Regions from separate parts of the Mus musculus genome. Here region 1 is linked to region 2. A link is a contact called in public promoter capture Hi-C data. All regions are on one chromosome and are shown on one strand. The core of a region is the stretch at or near the end of the contact, and the rest is flanking DNA. Distances in the headings are between cores, read along the strand shown.

What was found. Promoter capture Hi-C pulls out the DNA fragments that hold promoters and counts their contacts.
Region 1: a promoter capture Hi-C map of liver shows a contact between it and region 2, with 5 times the contacts expected there. The contact joins the promoter of Galnt16 here to the enhancer-like site in region 2. A contact is called at or near these places in 11 of 39 promoter capture datasets (the C10 cell line, the SN4741 cell line, cranial neural crest and 7 more), 3 of 115 datasets of contacts at active chromatin or transcription factors (embryonic forebrain, embryonic hindbrain and stem cell-derived neural progenitor cells) and 1 of 9 other capture datasets (liver).

What each region holds. Positions count from the first base shown.
Region 1 is chr12:80,516,919-80,522,777 of GRCm38.p6, forward strand. It overlaps Galnt16 (polypeptide N-acetylgalactosaminyltransferase 16), which reads left to right and starts at 2,072. Exons shown (of 15, transcript NM_001081421.2): 1 at 2,072-2,427. The coding sequence starts at 2,251. It overlaps Gm26777 (a long non-coding RNA gene), which reads right to left and starts at 1,295. Exons shown (of 5, transcript XR_381753.4): 1 at 292-1,295. 2310002D06Rik (RIKEN cDNA 2310002D06 gene) reads left to right here. Exons shown (of 3, transcript NR_045490.1): 3 at 649-1,036.
Region 2 is chr12:79,337,168-79,342,735 of GRCm38.p6, forward strand. The region is part of intron 7 of Rad51b (RAD51 paralog B); the gene reads left to right. Among named protein-coding and RNA genes, the nearest start is that of Rad51b, 43 kb to the left of the region's middle. Within about 2 kb of position 3,559, at least 19 of the 459 cell types and tissues checked have an H3K27ac peak or open chromatin away from gene starts, as enhancers often do.

The DNA of each region.
Region 1 (5,859 bases), core at 822-3,321, 1.2 Mb after region 2:
TTCAGAGTTCAGGGACCATTAGGAACATGCAAGTCTCTTAGGGTGGCTTTAAGTCTATGCTGCTTGGATCTCCTCCCAACACCAGCAAGGAAACCCCAGGGAAGGCTGGGTTCACTTCTGAGCCATTCTGGACTTGATCCTGGAAGGAAGATTAGAAGCTGAAGCTGAGGTGGCAGGCAGCTCGAGCCCCCTCCCTGTCTAGAGTGCTCATGGTGAGGGGGACACAGTCAACCTTTATGTCAACTCCCTGTCACATAAAATCACTACCTCCAAGTCCAGGGAAGTGCCCACCTGAGGGAGGACTGGTCATCCTAGAAAGGCTTCTGTGGTGGTACTGGTGCAGGGGCAGCCTTCTCTGTCCCTTCGTCCTGTGAGTCCAGAGGAGTAAGTGGTAATGCTAGTGGAAACTCCGATACATTCCAGCGTCTCCTCCTCCTCTTCTTTCTCCTCTAAACAAAACACTGGTCATTTTCTTTTTCACTTCAGTAGAAATATATCAAGCTTGTCTTAGGTTTCTGGAACTACTGACAAACACCCTCTCATTTCACTTGTGTGTCTCTGGGTGATGCTGATGCTGATACGGAAGCTGATGCTGATATGGGAGGCAGGACATGCTGCTATGATCTCAATATTTACCTTATTCCCCAGATGGCTTCATTCGCAAGCCTGACCTGTCTTGGATTTTCCGAAGAGTCAACCTACCTGACATCATCCAAAAAGCACCACCCTGTCCACTCTGCTCCTGGCATTTAAGATCCTCCAGTATCTAGACTTGCCCAGTCTGGCCAGTCTCAACTCACACCAGGTCTTTGCCAGTATCCAGCATGCTCTCATGAGATATTATCCTGAGGGCCTTGGCTGTCCCTGCCCTTTCCTTATTCTTCTCTTCCTTTTTGGGATTACCCTCCTATTCTCCAGATTTATCCACTTTCTCTGGGAAGCCTTCCTAAAGACCACTTTGCAAGACTATACTTTCAGGAATCATTTCTGTAGTTCGTTACTGAAGACCAGTTTGCAATAAATTATTTCTTCCTCCGCAGCATCTACTTTGGTATCTCAGAGCTCCGAGTGTGTGTCTTCCTTTGCCTGACAGGCCCTAGCCCGCCTTGTCTTCTGCCTGGAGCCTGAATTATTCACACCTGCTTCTCACCTCTCATCGACTTCAGGGCCTCCGCAGAATCAGAATCTCAATGATGTCTATCCTGTCTCTCACCACCTTATTTTGCACTTTGTCAGAAAAGTGTCAGAGGGCTCTTAGACAGGGTTCTGTCCACTAATCGAACCCTGTGGCCTGGCCTCTATGGCCTCCCTTCACTCTCACGGAACGGTGATGACGCCTCAGGACAGTTCAGGGAGCCGCGATGCCGGTGTGGATAGGAACTAAGAGAAAGCTAGGAGCCCCAGGGTAATGAAAGATGTCCAGCGATCGCATCCCTGTGCTTGCATTGGTTGTACCGCAGCGCAGCTTCACCTCGCTCTCCAGAGTGTCAAGTGCATCAGCTTCCAACTCCCCACCCCCTCGGGCCACCGAGGCGGATGGAATCCTGGGTCTCCGAGAAGGATTCCGGTGCAAAGTCAAGACTGCCTACTCGCTAGCCTTGCCCCCTCCGAAGGACTCTCTGAACACAGGTTGAACCCTGCGCCAGAGCTCAGTTCTCAGCGCTGCCGGGAACTGCAGCTAGGCGACTCGGGCCAAGGCCAGGGGTCGCGCGTCTTCGCTGGTGACTCAGGTCCGCTCGGCGGTGGGTTAGGTGTGGGTGGAGAGACAGACCAGGGCCACGCGGGGGCAGGGGACGGGCGAGAGATAGCCGAGCGTTGAGAGAGCAGAGACCAGCTCTGGTTCATCGCCATTCCACCCCGCGTCTGTCTCGCTGAGACCCGGGATGCGGGAGGAAGGCCCGCGCCACTTCCCAGCGGGCGCGCTCTTTAGCGGGTGCGCAGCGGCCCCGGCTGCCCGCGGCGTCTGGAGCACAGAGCCAGCTAGGCGCGCGAATGAATGAGCGCCCGGGGCCGCGCGCGCTCGGGGCTGAAGGGCATTAGGACCGTGAGGATCGCTCTGCGCTCCTGTCTCTTCCTATCACACCCCCCCCCCCTCCCCAACCACCACCACCACCTCTCTCTTTTTTCTGCTCTGCAGGACTGAGCAGCCCGGCGCAAGCGACAACAAACGGCTGGGGCAGCAAGCTCCCCTGCTCGGGCTCCGAGAGCACGCCGGCCTCGGGCCCCACGCGGAGCGCCCGTCCGCCCACCATGAGGAAGATCCGCGCCAATGCCATCGCCATCCTGACCGTAGCCTGGATCCTGGGCACTTTCTACTACTTATGGCAGGACAACCGAGCCCATGCAGCATCCTCCAGCGGCCGCGGCGCGCAGAGGGCCGGCGGGAGACCAGAGCAGCTCCGCGAGGACCGCACCATTCCGCTCATTGTGAGTACGCTCTGCGCACCGGGTGAGCGGCGGGCCGGGGATCCTCGGCGCGCGTCCTGCCCCCCGCTGTTAGCCGAGGTTCGCGGGGCCCGACCGGGGGCTGCGTGCCCCGAGCACCGTTCGGGCTTTGTATATATTGGAGAATTCCTGCTCGTTGTTATGGCAACCTGTGCGGGGCCCGGAGGGGCCAGGGTGCTTGGATGCAGGGAGGGTGACAGCATGTGGGGGCAGGGAGAAAGTGCTGCAAGTTTGGTGGGCCCGGCGTGCGCGCGCGACTGAGAACGTGGCGGCTTTCGCGGCCCCGCGCAACCGGGGCTGGGGACTAGGGGGCTGCGGGCGTCTCGCCATCCCCAGAAGGCGGCTGGCCCTGGAGTGCAGCGAGCGGGTGGTGGGAGCAGAGCTCAGCAAGAGCGCGTAGGTGGTGGTGCGCACCGGGTCTCCAGCCTCTGGGGTAAAAGACGCCGGGCGGCGGCGTGGGTAAGGGAAGGGTCGCTGAGCGCTGCCCTTGGCTTAGCGCCTTCACATCCAAGATCAACTTGGACCAATTTTTTCAGCTTCCACCCCTACCTTCCCCGGAGGTGTTTTCTGGCTCCCCAGGGGCGGGGAGAAGGCTTGACTCATAAGCGCTCTTTGCCTCCAACCCTAGGGTCTGCAGTTGAAGGGGACTGTGTGTTCGTTGGGCTGGGCAGTTCCCTCTCATGAGATCACCCTCCAGACATCTGAGCGAGTAGGAGAAACAAAAGCGGTGTTAGTACTCCGAGAGCTCCCGCGGAGCTGGGGCGAGGGGTTGGGGGGCGGATTAAGCTGCACAGTAGAACCTGGTGGGGGCAAGCTGAGCCTGTAGGGGGCGTCCTGTCTACACTTTCGTCTGGTCAGCTGGTGATGGCTTCGTGTGGCCAGGCCCAGCACCTGTTGAGGAAGGAGACTAGGGGACCCTTTGAGAGAACGCTAAGATGGGAACGTTCTTCCGACGGGGGCAGGTAACCTCTTGGGACACACTACTGTTGGTCAGAGACAGCTTGAGAAGTCCACCAGGACCAGAAAGAAGAGCAAAGAACCAGGGAGGTGTGTGTGTGTGTGTGTGTGTGTGTGTGTGTGTGTGTGTGTAGTAGGGGAGGGTGTGATTCTTGCCCGGAAAGATCTGAACCCGCGGGAAAAGGGGACTGGAGCTCCTCCAGTAGGTGAGGTGCAAGGTCAGGAGTGCGGATACCTGTATCCTGTAGAATGCAGGGAATTTGTAGTGAAATCCAAGAATATGAGGATGGTTCTCTAGGTACCCTCACTTAGCCCCATCCTTCCCGTATTCCCTCACATCACCTGTTTGTAAAGAAGTAAAAACTCTACAATGGTATCAGTTTCTGGGCCTGATGAGAGGAGACCTTAGGCCCTAAGGTTTGTGTTTTAACCTAGATTCCAAGTTGTGGTGCATCGCTGCAAACATGCTTAGGAGGGCCACTGTGCTGTACCTAGGACATGGCTTTCAAAAACTTGTCAGTGTCTGAACATACGGAGCTAAAATAAAAAAAAAAAACCTGTACACTCTAGGGTGCTGAGATCTATGTGGACGGACAGGTCAGAGGAAGAAAAACACAAACATTGGTGGTTCTAGACTCCAGTGAGTTCCCACGATGTGTGCCCCAGCTACCCTATTCTTAGTCCTGGATCAGTCCAGTCCCGGTCTCAGGGACCAGAGCCTAAGGCCAGCATGATGGAACTGAGGTCAGATGATCGGGCTCCCCATCTCTCTCTCTCTGATGACCTGCTGGGAGGTGGCCTTCATCTAGAAGAGGAAGATGCTAGGAGTTGGTAGGTGGGAAAAGAGGGCAGAGACCACAGACAGGCTTCTGTAGTCTGGTCCAGAAACCTGAACCCTGACTTTGGTTAGGACACCTATCTTCTGTGCCTCTCAGATGAGAGTCTCAGAATGGTGTGTGTACGTATACTGGGGACTCTTGGTGGGATACGGGATGAGATTTAGAAGTTGGGGGGGGTGTGGCACTAGTGAACACTTCCCTGCCCTCCCCCCCCCCCCCCATTCCTGCAGATGCTGACTTTATTGCTGGTAAGCTGCTGAGACTGGAAGCTGGGAGCCAGAAAGAAAGGCAAGGATGGAAGTCTCAGGGAGTTGAGTGGCAGAGTCTTGCCTTACCACTTGTAGCCTGGGATGGCTCTGCTGCTGGCCTGACTGCAGGCTGCCCTCGATGTTGCTTTGCATTGTGTTCCTATCTTGAGAAATTCACTTCCATGTTGCTCTCAGCTGCAGATAAGCTGTGCATGCAGGGACCGTGCTGGATGCTTTCCGCATTCCCACATTGGTACACACGGCAAGACTTAAGAAGTACCTCCTTGATAAAGGAGTGCAAAGGGATTCTGCTCACTGGGAGCAGTGAACAGGTCCAGCTTCAGATGCCCTTACCCACAGCTCTAGCCTGGCCTCGGTAGAAAGGTGAGGTGACACGTGCTTTGGCACCTTCAGGAGGTGGACCCTTTGTTCAACATAAAAAGGGGGCAGGTGCCGGTGTTGACTTCTCTCTAAAACTTTTGATAACTCCTCACTGTCAGCCATTTTCAAACATGACTGTTGAGTTGGGCCATAACTTCAGATTCTTAGAGAATGAGGTGGCCAGCCCTGTTGTCAGAGGCTGAGCAAATTCAGACAGTCATTACTACCCCAGGGAACCAGAGAGCTAAACCAGAAAGGGAGGGTCCCTGTGAGCATCTGGTCTTGGAGGCAGCTCTGCCCTCACTGTGTTGTCTGGCCTGTTCAAAGCCAGCCAAGTTGCTTCTGGACCATGGGGAGCTTGTTTGGCATTGTGGGATGTCGGCATGGCAACCCTATGGCCAAGTTTCCCAGAGAGGCCCTACTCTCAGCCTGTGTGTCACAGACTCTGATGTGAAGTTTTTTGGTCATGGAATCTGGATTCAAGGGAGAAGCTGACTCCATTCCTCTGGCAGCTTTACCAAGCATCGTCGAGGGTTGACTCTTTGCCTTGCTGGGCAAGGCAGTGAGCATATTTGGAAATATCCCCTTGGATCCACACTGATCCTGTGCTAACAGAGGATTCCAGTTGATGCAGGATGCAGAGTAACCAGGGCTGGAGTGTGTGGTTGATTGGTTCTGGTTTCTATATGCTAATTCTCTTAACAGGCTTGAGTAAGAGGCCAGAGTCTTACATGGAATTTCACTTTACATTATTTGAAAACAAAACAAAACTATTTTGGGAGTTTTCAGTAGGGACACACACAATTAAGACAGCCATTTCCTGTCTAAACACATGAAAGGGTTTGGTATCAGCTTTCTCAACTGGAATTGCTCACTCTCTCCCTCCCTCCCTCCCTTCTCCTTCCCTCCTTCTTCTCCTTCCCTCCTTTTTCCCTCCCTCCCTCCTCCCTCCTTCCCTCCCTCTTCTCCCTCCCTCCCTTATCCCCTCC
Region 2 (5,568 bases), core at 2,309-4,808:
CTTACCTGCTGAACCATCTCATATATCTATCTGTCTATCATCTATCTATATTTCTATCTATCTATCTATCTATCTATCTATCTATCTATCTATCTATCATCAATCCATCTATGTTTTGTGCTGGGGGTTGAACCCATATTGTACATGCTAAGCTAGTATCTCACCACTGAGCTACATCTCTAGTTCATGCTCTACGCTTTTCTTTGATAGTGAAAGAGATAATCTTAACAATTTCATATTTCTGTATTCTCATTTTGATTCTCTGAATGTTGATTCACTGTCTATTGGGAGATGCTATATTGGATTTCAGTGTCCTTAAAACTGAAAAGGCAGATGTGTATACTAACTTAAATCCTGTGATAAATATATTGTCTGAAAATAATGTCTAAGCACTTTGACTTTAAGCCTTTCTTAGAGAACTTCTGAAATCCAGATGGCCTCCTAACATCCTCTTTTGAGGTGTCATGAAAACCCAGGATATGCTGTGAGTGTCCAGAAGACTCTTCACTTCTATGGTGTTGTCACAGGTAGCTAACAAAGTGGCCTACTGATGAATTTAACTTAAAGCTCCTAGGGGCTTAAGACAGAAGGTAATTCTTCCTAGAAATCATGCCCCAAAGACTTTTTCCTGTACATATAAGCCTTATTTATGAGGAAGGGATAGTTATAACCTGAACTGGATAAGTGATGTTCATAGTATAAGGATAAAAGAATGGTATCATTGATTAGGGTGGGCTGATTATGGACTGAGTTATCTTCCCAGCCTAAAACATACTGTTTTAAAGGCCTTATTGTATAGTGTGAAGTTCTTTTTGTGCTTCTAGTTTGTTACTCTGTGTGATCCTTAGCTTAGCCTACTGGAACTTCCTGTAACACGGGACTGGGCTGCTTTGTGGTTTTGGAAGTAGCAGTTCTTTGTTCAGCAGCGTTCTTCTCACTTTCTGCTTCCAGGCTCTGGGAACCACATTTTGAAGGTTAAGCATTTCATATCAACATCTTGATACAGTAGAAGTGATCAAGAATTGCAGGGATCAAAAGATAAGTTTTTCTGTAGCTGATGTGTTATACCTGGCTGCATGACCCTGCTTTAGTCAGCTCTCTTTTCTGGTACTTGGTGTCCTGTACTGTAGGAAGGGACTAAATTTCTCTATCACAATGCTTAATGCTATTATTAATAATATCAGTAGAGACATCATAATTTAATATATAATTTAATATATTTAATTTTTCAGTTTAGGAATTATATTCATATATAATTTTATAAGAAGATATGTTTACATATTATTGTTTTAAATGAGTAAAAATATTATGTGCATGTGAGTGTTCCGCCATAGGTTTATGTGCATCATGGGTCTGCAGGCTGCTGTGGAGGCCAGAAGAGGGTGTTGAGACTGAAAGTTAGAGGTGGTTGTGAGCTACCTGATGTGGATGCTGGGAACCAAGCCTGGTCCTTTGTAAAAGCAGTCCATTCTTTTAACCACTGAGCCATCTCTCTAGATTCTAAGTTTTAGATTCTGAAACACCATAGCATTAATTGGTAGTTTTATTACTGTTTAAATTTGAATTAGTGGTTATGTTATGGTTTGGATATGATTGTACCACTAGGCTTCATGAGGTGGCAGCTTGGTCCCCGTTTAGTGTCGTTACAATGGTAGGAATTTGTAAGAGGTAGGTCTAAGGGAGATCCTGAGATCGGTGGGAGTGTGTCCTTTGAAGTGATCATCTGAAGAGTGAGTTGTAAGAGTAAGACGAGCCTCTGCCTTGTTCTCTGACATCTTGGCCGGCCGTGTGATCTCTGCCTCTCACATACACCTGCACTGTGGTAACATCTGCTGTAAAGCTTCACCAAGGCTCAGCGCTGAGCAGCTGCTGATATGATGCCCTTGCATGTCTAGTTCTGTGAGCCAACAACATCTTCTTTCTTCTCTTCCTTTCTTTGCTTCTTTCTGTGGAGGTCAGAAGAGGGTGCTAGACCATCTTTAGGTCACAGGGAATATGAGCTGCCCCAGTCCCGGGACCTGAACTCGGGTCTCCTGGAAGAACAAGTGCTCTCACCTCTGAGCCTTCTCCCCCACTCTTTTTCATTCTGTTTTTGAGGCAGGTTTCACTGTGTAGCCCTGGCTGGCCTAGAACTCACTATGTAGGCTAAGCTGTCTTCAGGTTTGTGGCAGTCTTCCTGCCCCTGGATCCTGATGTCTGGAATTAGAGTCATGAGCCATCATTCTTGGAACTATTTATTTTCTTTAAAAAGATACCTTGCCTCAGATTTTTTTTTTTTAAGATGGCAATAGACTAGTATGGGCTGGTTTTAGCTTTAGTTACTTGAATGATGGATTAGACTTTCCTAAACTTAGAGAATGTACTTAATGAATTTTATTCAGTTTTGAAGTGTTTTATGACTAGTATTAATATTTCTAAAAAACAACTTGTAAGTAATAGTTATGAATGATTTCTAGTGTCATATTTGAAGGCTGTAATAGGCTTTCTTTCTGTGAAGACTGAGTAAGGTTGCCATCTAGTAATAACTCAGTGTGGTTATTTAAAAATAAATATTTAACATTTATGTTTATAGAGTACTCTGCGATTTTTAATTAGCCCGAACCGGTGTTTATCTCTGCAAATGTCTGGCAAGTGCCTTGTGCAGCATCTGTTCTGTGCTCCTTGTTAACGGACTCGTGACTTGTTCTTCTTTGTCCTTTGTCTTTTGTGCACTTTCCAGCTTGTGTCAGGGAAGCTTATCCCATGTTCACGTTGAGCTGATTTGTCCAAAGATCACCTTGCTGCTCTTACCGACCAACAGTTCACTCAGGAGCTGATGATCTAATTCCAGGGTGCGAGAAATTTTTTAAAGCTTCTGGTAATTTTTCTCGTTCTTGACTGAAATCTGATGAACACTACTTTCTTTCCTAGAACATGTCTAAGGGTATGTGACCACTAAATCCTTGCTGACCTTAGTGAAAAGTCTTATTTCTGGTTTTGCATATACATTTTTAAAAGAAAATTTAAAAGAATTATCTATCTATCTATCTATCTATCTATCTATCTATCATCTATCTGTGTGTGTGTGTGTGTGTGTGTGTATGCTGGTGCCTCTAGGGGCCTGTAGGGGACATTGTATTGGGATTTCAGGCATTTGTGAACTGCCTGATGTGGGTGCTGGAATCTGAACTCCGGCCCTCTCATAACGGAGTAAGTGCTCTTAACCTCTGAGCCATGTGTCCAGCCCCTATATTTACATTGATCTGTGTATTTTCTTGTGGTTCAGTTCTTGGGATTGACATTGTGGTCTATAGACTGGCAGAAGCATCCCCTTTGCCTGTTGGAATTTCAGGCCCTCCCTTTGTCCTACTAAATCAGAGTCTTTGGATGCATAAAAGCTTCAGAGGTGGTGTTCAAGTCCCCTCAGCTCGGGCTTTATTTACTTGCGGCTGGAAACATCCTGTTCTAGTTTCATTTCTGTTGCTGTGATAAAATATTGTGACCAAAAGATACACAGGGGAGCAGAGTGCTTGCTTGGCTTATATTCTGGGTTATAAGCACCACTGGAGGGAAGCCAAGGCGAGGAACTCAAACTGCTAGTCACAGCACATCAGGGAGAGTGCACACATCCTTACTGCTGCCGGCCTGCCTGTGCTCAGCTAGCTTTCTCTCTGTAATACAGTTCAAGCCCAGCCTGGGAAATGGTGCTGCCCACATCAGGCTGGGTCCTCTTGTATCGGTGAACAATCCAGGCGTCCACCCCAGACATGTCGCTAGCCAACCTGATTTACACAGTTCCTCAGTTGAGGCTCTTAGATGACTCTAGGTTGTGGAAAGTTGATGGTTAAAAACGAGCTGGCCCCAGTGGCACAAGCCTTTAATTTCTGCTTTGGAGGCAGAGATGAGCAGATCTCTGTGAGTTCAAGGCTGTCCGGTGGTCTACATAGCAAGTTCCAGGATAGCTAGGGCTACATAGAGAGACTCTATCTCCAAAAAGAAAAGAAAGAAAAAACACCTAGCCATCACAATCCTCTAACAATCTAGACCGCCTTCCTCTGAGGGGGTGCTGCCCTTCCCATGCATGCCGTAAAGAAGCAGGGAGGCACTATTTCTTCTGCCATAGAAACATCATTTATTGAATCATTATATAAACATACTTTTATTGTACTCTGAATTACCGTTGGCTTTAAATTTGTTAATCGTTATTTTCGGTTGAAACATAAAACTAGAGTCTTTACAACTGTGGTCAAAAGGACTTTAATGTTGTTTTTGGCAGGTCAGGCTATGAGCATAGCCCCACTGGTTACAAGACAGCTTAGAGAGTCACATTTTACCTCCCTAAGGATTGCTCCTATCCGTGTCTCCCAGCTCTGCTCCTCCTTCAGGTAGACAGGGTTCTGAACTGCACTTCTCTTGTAGAATCATGACTCTCTAGGGACCAACTCTGGTGACTAGAAAAGCTGCTGACTTGGGCATCTCTGTTACAGACTTTCAGCCCCCTGCTGTGTCTTTGTCCACTAACAGCAGGGGCAAATTAAGTCTACCTGCAGTCTAGGAATGGTAGCTAGCTTTTCTTCTTTTCTTTACTACGTAAATGCCATAGTTCAAAAGCAAACTGTGTTTAAAAGTTTTCTTGCTTGTGTATCCACTTGGAGATCTTGACAGTGCTAGGTAGGCTGATGCAAGTATCGAGTTCACAGAGTAGACTGTTAGGTTGTAATTAATAGATGGCAAACCGTGTCTGTGTTGTTTTGCAGTGAGAATTCACTCAAGTGTAAGCTTTAAAGGCAATACTTGTAAAGAACGGGAGACTCTGCCGATTGATTTTTATTCTTGTAATTTGCTAGTTTTCCTGTGTGCTAGACTTTTCCATGGAGGCTGTGAAAATGAAGCTCTCCTGCCCACGTTAGACGAGATAAAATTGAGACTGGGAAGATGAAGTAACACAGAACACCCTACTCAGGAACCTGGAACTATGTGTCCCCAGCTGGCTCAGCTCCCCCAGGGTCTGCGAGGCAGGTGGGCATTCTTACGTTTCTGAGGGCACCTTTGTTGTTGTGTGAGTTGTGTATTATATAATACTGCTTTAATATGGAAACAAATAGCTAGCAAGCAATCTGGTTGTTTAGACTTTGATGTCTAGAGACATTTCTCCCCCTGCCTCTTAAGAAACAAGTGAAAAACTGTCATTGCTACTAATAACATTTAAATATTGAAACAAAAGTGATCATTTGGAAAACTCACACTGAAAAACATTTCTGATGAGACTGGTAATAATTGACCTGTGAACATTAGGAAGCTCTGCATGGCTAATCTTTCACATGATTGGTGTGTGAACTGTAAAACATATTGGTAAAGATCTTTTTTTTTGGAATACAAAGTAGAATAGAAGATTTTAAAATAGTAGAACAAAAGAAATTCATTTCTCTGCCGAGTTTGTATGGTAACTTCTTTTTAAAATTTAGCGCTTCTTATGGGTTGGTATATTTTCAAGTGAACATTTCTCCAGTTATATGAAAAAAACCACTAAAACACATTTTCCAATTGTAGACAGTCATATTATCTTCAGAGACATTAGCCAAAGCAAGA